Linked DNA regions of Arabidopsis thaliana: region 2 is linked to region 1. Evidence: chromatin contacts called from public targeted proximity ligation data. All regions are on one chromosome and are shown on one strand. The core of a region is the stretch at or near the end of the contact, and the rest is flanking DNA. Distances in the headings are between cores, read along the strand shown. Region 1 holds the start of AT1G55365. Region 2 holds the start of TBP2 (TATA binding protein 2).

Region 1 (3,158 bases), core at 431-2,930:
TCAACCTAAGCACACAACATCTGATTGAAACACAAAGAGAGGAAACTCAACGGAAAGTCTATTGATTTGTATATCTGATTCTGTGTTTTCAATATCCAGCAGTAATAATACTGTACAGTGTCTCAAAAGCAACAAAAAAGATTGTAACTCTCAACAAACAGGGGATCACCTAAATGAGTCAGCTCATAAACCCCAACAAGCAGAACAGCTAAAAAAGAGAAAACAAAATATGTTGATCTGAATGAGAGAAAACTCACTACTAACAAATTTGGAAACTATAGAGAGTGCTTTCACATTAGTAGCAGTTTCGCATTTGATATAGAGAGTGCTTTCACATTAGTAGCAGTTTTACATTTTTCTTCCTATCCCGTTTTACTAATAATCAATTTTCGAATAATTCATGAAACTTGAAAAATAACATCTGTTTTATAAGTGGTTCAGTCTCAAAATTGCTTGTTAAATTTAAATTTGTCACCTTTAGTCACCAAACACTTCGGTATCGGAATATTGGTAGTTAGATATTATCCAGCATCCAACTGTTGCTGAATGGTCACCGGTTCACAACGATATATTTTTAGGCAAATTTGCGAGTAAAATAATTCATTACAAATTTGCAATGGAATTACAAGCATCGGCTACAAATATCACAAATTAAGAGTTTCTTTGAGATAACAAATAACATGGCAAGAAGACAATTTGGTCTAAGAAAAATTTATATTGACCTATTCAAAACACAACAACTTCTTGTCTCTCAAGACTCCCAAATCTCAGAAAACTTGGTTATTTGATTCAATTGATCCTAACCTCAGCGTCTACACCAATCAGTTTACGTAGAGTCTTACTAGGAAATGAGAATTAAACACAAAACATTATTGAAACCTTCTCACACAAAATCAGTCTATAAGAAGCTTCTTTGAGATCACAAATATGGCAAGAACAAAACCATTGCATAATATATATCATCAAACCTAAAACACAATACCAAATTGAAAACACAAAGATGGGAAATTCAATGGAAAATCTATTAATATCCACGTGTATATTAATTTACAGTGTCTAAAAAAAAACAGATTGTAACTTTCACCAAACAGGGCATTTACCTAAATCAATCAGCTCAGAAAACCCCAAAATTTAGAAAAACTATATATACAAAAAAATTGTTAATCTGAATGAGAGTAGTGATCATAATTGTCATCATCAAACGATGAAATAGATTGATCATCATCATCAGAATAATAATCACGACGATTATAAAGATTATTATGATCAAAAGCAAGTCGATCATCATCATCAGCCTCCGAAGAAGAAGAAGCAGATAAAGTCTCGTACGTGTAAGAGTAGAAAGAATCAGAAGAAGGAAGACACATGAAAGTCCATAAACAGAGAACGAAACGACTCAATTGATGAATCGGGAAGCAAACAGCTATGTCAAAAAGCTGCTCTGTATCGATCCTCTGCGACGACGGAACCCTCCAAATCAGTTGCCACGTGTCGGTGGAGACTTCTGCCACCGCCATAACCATCGCACTGTTGAACACCATTACCAAGATTCTCTCTCTCTCAAGGCTGCGTTGAATTCGGCGATGGGTTTTTTTCTTTGGTTGGTTACGATTTTGACTTCTTCTCGGAACCGTTTCGTGCGTTTGGTAAAGACTTTGTTGTTGTTTTTGCAAGTTGACCGTTTTTTTGTTTTTTGCACAACCACTGTTCACTGGGATCAGTTTGGAACTTTTAAGGGTGTTTCATTCGAAAGTTGGAAGTTGGAACCTTGGGCTTAAAAAACAAAACCCACTTTTGAACTTACACTTCTAAAGCCCAAAGTTAAAATCTTTGGACAGGAACTAGATTTTGGGTGTATAAGTTTAAAGTTTGTGTCCTATAATAAAGGCCCAAACCATTACTTGTCACTGAAGAGAGATGGAGCCACTGAAATATCAAATGGTTGTTTGAAGATAAGGCCAGATTGTGAGTGTTGTCTTCTTCTTCTTTCTCTATGGCTAAACTCTGAAACGTTTTCAGAGCCGTAACAATGGCTTTGGTTCATTACATGAATGTTTCACGTAGCACTTTTCCTTTGAGTAGATCTTCAAAGATTAATTTGAGCTCATCTTTTGCTTCTTTGCCACTTCAGTTTCATAAAAACATTAAGAGATTAGAATCCTCTGTTCCACCATCAGCTTCAGCTTCAGCTTCACCGGCGTTTCCTATTGATGTTGAGTATCTCCGGCGAGAGTTCTCCGGCCATGGAGCCACTTTCGAAGATATTGGTAAATATTTCTCTAGTTTCAGTCTTTTTAAATGAAACGAGTTTTAAAAAAGAAGCTTAACACTTTGATAATGGGGCAGGTGAGACATGTATTGCTAGACTAAAACTGGACAATGGGAGTTCAGCGAATGTGATGTTGACACGTGGGATGATAACATCGTACAAAGTCCGAGTGTGGCACGGTGGCAAAGTGGAGCTTCTCCACACATGGGTCGAACAAGAGGAGGAAGAAGTAGTGATACGAGGAGGTGTTTCATCTGCATTTAGATCATCAGATTCTGATGAAATCAGTGACTGGAGACTCCAAGGGATCAGTGGTGATTCAAAGGATTGCGTTCAAATGGAGCTGAGAAGAAGTGACAAGAAGATCAAAGAGATTGAACTGAAACAGATTATTAGTCTGAGAGAAAACACACTGAGCATTGAGCTTTCTATGACAAACAAAGGCATTTCACCAATCAAGCTTGAAGGTTGTTCACTTGTAAGTTATTTGACAGTGAGTACACCAGAAGCTACATATGCAGTTGGACTGGAAGGTTCGGATTTTGTGGAAACGACTCCGTTTCTTCCTCGTTTCGGGGTGGTTCAAGGCGAGAAGGAAGAAGAAAAACCCGGGTTTGGTGGGGAAGAAGAGAGCAACTACAAACAGTTGAATAGAGAGATGAGTAGGATATACACATGTGCTCCAAAGAGCTTCACTGTCATTGATAGGGTAGTAATACTTACTAAACTTCAATTATATTTAAATTTTCTCTGTGGATTCATATGAAATGGATTGATTTCTGCAGGGAAGAAGGAACTCGGTGGTGGTGGGAAGAGAAGGGTTTGAAGAAGTGTACATGTACAGTCCTGGTTCTAGACTTGAAAGTTACACAAAGTCTGCTTATGTATG
Region 2 (3,521 bases), core at 981-3,480, 54 kb after region 1:
GACATTTTTAGAACAAAAAGAAAAGAGATTTATTGGCATCTCCATTCTCTATTTACAATTTCTGGTTTTGAATCTGAATCATTTCAAGTTCTTGTCCAAGGAATATAACCCCACCAAGCGCCTGCCAACACCCGAGATCTCTAGTTCATGGCAATCCAAACGTGAACATGGTTTTTGCCTTCAATATGGTAGGCTCTGCTTTCGAATCGAAATAGTCATAATCAAACTGTTGATTGATTAAGGGGTATAAAATGTAAATGGAGATAAAGAAAGTTGAACTTACATACTATTATTGCTGGACCTTCCTGAATTCTCTAAGAACTGGGTAGATATTCTCAAATGCGGTATAAGTCTCTTCTCTCATCTGATTCGGGATTTCATAAGATGACAGAAGCATTTTCATGGAAACAATTTTAATCATTTGAGAGAAGTTCAATTATTACCTTGGCTCCAGTTATAACAATCTTTCCTGACACAAAAATAAGCAGTACAATCTTTGGAAGTTTCATCCTATATATCAATCCTGGAAATAGCTCAGGCTCGTACTGGCATCAATGATGAGAGAGGTATGAATCATCAGACCGATTAACACCCATGTTACAAGTATATATGATCACAATGCTTGAGATCACTTACACTTGAGAAAGCACTATGAGAGTATGCAAGACCTTCAAGCCTAATGGGGAATTTGACATCACATGAGCCTACAATGTTCTGTATCTTAAAATCCTGCAAAATGTAATCAGCAATTTTATTACTAGACTTTATACGTAATTTTTCCTTCCGATAAAAATACACACGAATTGTTGATTGAGATAAAAATGAATAACACAGTGTGTGCTGGATCAGGACCAGAGAGAGACATATGAGTACCTTGAACTTTGCAGGAAAGCCAAGCTTTTGAACAATCCGAGCATACTGAACAACAAAAAGGAATTCTTTAATATAACAGAGAACAAATACCTACTAGAGCTGTAACAAGTTTCTAACTACAGTGATGCTAGAAGAAGAACATCAGACAGTATTGAGATGAGCTAGTTTACCTTTCTTGCAGCAAGCTTTGAAAGATGTTCACTTTTAGCTCCGGTACACACCTAATATTGGACAGCATAGATGCCACGTCAAAACAAGGACATGGAAGATTAGGCCATAAGAGAAAAAGTGACAAAGGAAAACATACCATTTTCCCAGAAGCAAAAATTAACGCTGTGGTCTTTGGCTCTCTGATCCTCATGATTACAGCAGCGAAACGCTGGAACATAAAACACAGATTAAAACCAAATCCGAAAATACAAACCAAAGTGGTGGAGACCAAACAAAATGATCGATTACTAAAACACGAATATCACAAAGAAAGCAAAACCTTGGGGTTATATTCAGCATTCCTAGCTTGCAAAGCTATGGCTTTAAGATCAAGCTTGCAGTCTAAGTTCACTGTTGAGACAATATTTCTGAAACAAACCAAAAAAGAAAAAGGTAAGATCTTGTGATTCACAAAAGCACAAACTCAGAATCTTAAAACAGAGACACAAAAGAGAGAACTCACTGAAGAGTAGGAACAATCCCTGAAGGATGTTTAGTAAGGTCAACTGGCTGGCTCCCTTCCGTTCCTTGATCAGCCATTCTCTAACATAAGAATCAACGTAAACACACACACATCAGCTATAAATCTCGTCTTAAATAGGGCAAAACAGAAACTCATGTCGATCCAAACCAACAAGCATCCACGAAACAAAATTGTTTTCAAGCTTTACAATTTCATTGACCAAATCTGGTTATCTAAAAACCAGTTTTGATAATTGAAATCTAGAAACATTGTTTCACAATCAAACAACGAAAAGCTATGAAACACACAACTTCAGAACATGAGATCCAATTCGTAACAAGCAACTACGAAGAAACTCAATTCAGATAAAATCCGTGGAATTGAATCCATTAGGAACAAAGGGTACGAAACAAAATCAGACCTTTCGCTAGTTAGCAATCCGGAATTTCGAAATCTAGGGTTTCGTAAACCCAACAGATTGGAAGAAATTCCCCCGAAAAGGCGAAAGGAAGGTGAATGATTTGAAAAAGGAGAAGGCTTTTTATACAAAGATAAGAAATTTTTAGAGAGGGAAAGAGATTTGTAAATTGGGATTATATATAAAGGAGAGAGTTTTGATTTTCAATATCGCTCTCTGGGTTCTCTCTCTGGGGATGAGATTTGTGATCTGCGCTTTGGATCTGTGGAGCTTAAGGACACGTTATTACCTCTATATACTTTCCTAAACTACCCTTGCCTCTCTTTGTCGGATGAGGGTAATTATGGGAATTCAGCTTATTAGATTTTAATGTTACGGTCTTTACTGGAATTTTAGGGAACCGTCCACTCTTTGTCTGCCACGTGTTCTATTACAGAATGTGTTAGCATACGTTTTTTTGTTGGATCTATATGTAAGACTATAACTCAAGACACGTTCACAAATATGAATCGAGTAGAGACTATGAATCGCCACAACGACGGACTTATTACAAAGCAGTAGATTATCAATTATTGCATGAAGGTGCCAACTAAAACTTGTTAGAGATCATCACTCATCAGTGTCCGGGTCCTTTCTGACGAGTACGTGCCGATTCACTTCGTCTGACACCAGCTTTTAGATTATCAAATTGTTGTGCTCCATTTCCTTCCCCTTAATTTATAATAATAATAAAAAAAGAGATTAAGAACTGAATATGAGTTTTGTTTATGCGTGATTGTATTTGTATGATCAAAGACGGTCACTTACTCGGCAGAGTTCGGCCCATAGTCGTGTTGTACGCGGAGACCAAGAGAATAATCAAAGTGATTAGGGATAAAACCTGACGATTCATTACTTCTTCTTTTGGATTATGACTAATCTGAGAGATAATGTAATAAGTTGATACTACAATACTTATATATATACAAGGAGATTTGGTGAAACGTTAATATATTAGTATATATACTATATCAAAGTTAAGTTCGTTAATGTCAAAAGGTTCGTTAATAGCGCATAAAGTTGGTAACTTTGGTCGCATTTTACACATGTGAACTCTAGCTTTTATAAATTCTAATTAATGTTTACGCGTAAACAAAAGATTACATGGTAATGCAATCATGGATTAACACAAGGAAAAAGCATCACTTCATTAAGTTTAGTAAAAGACATCATATTTTGTTTTGGATGACGACATATTAAACGAGTCGGTCTAAGTAATTAGGCATACAATATTATACAATTCCATTTCATACAACAAAGGTGATGAATGTTAAATTACTTTTTATGTTTAAATTTATAATTTATTACCAACACAATTCGTACTACAGCCACCAATCTTGTTATTTTACCATTAAGGCATTAATTTAACAAACTAAGTTGCAAAAGTGGCTTTGGTTGACAACAAAAAACACACAAGCGACTTACAGAATCCGGCAAAAGATTTGCTCAAAAACAATTAAAAAAACACAAACTGAAAGATATTTGTTTTCCAAAGATGTAGCATTCAACCAAATCTGA

The links.
Region 2: a targeted proximity ligation map of shoot shows a contact between it and region 1, with 11 read pairs. A contact is called at or near these places in 1 of 26 Hi-C or Micro-C datasets (seedling) and 1 of 2 datasets of targeted methods (shoot).

What each region holds. Positions count from the first base shown.
Region 1 is chr1:20,672,823-20,675,980 of TAIR10.1, forward strand. AT1G55365 reads right to left here and starts at 1,681. Exons shown (of 1, transcript NM_001333708.1): 1 at 633-1,681. The coding sequence starts at 1,541. The coding sequence ends at 1,161. It overlaps NDF5 (NDH-dependent cyclic electron flow 5), which reads left to right and starts at 946. Exons shown (of 2, transcript NM_179479.3): 1 at 946-2,267; 2 at 2,347-3,158. The coding sequence starts at 2,030. The coding sequence ends at 3,035.
Region 2 is chr1:20,725,861-20,729,381 of TAIR10.1, forward strand. TBP2 (TATA binding protein 2) reads right to left here and starts at 2,231. Exons shown (of 10, transcript NM_104427.4): 1 at 1,968-2,231; 2 at 1,547-1,626; 3 at 1,364-1,451; 4 at 1,181-1,252; 5 at 1,044-1,094; 6 at 874-918; 7 at 637-729; 8 at 444-545; 9 at 284-364; 10 at 1-195. The coding sequence starts at 1,623. The coding sequence ends at 290. It overlaps AT1G55530 (RING/U-box superfamily protein), which reads right to left. Exons shown (of 2, transcript NM_104428.4): 2 at 3,265-3,521. It also overlaps AT1G55525.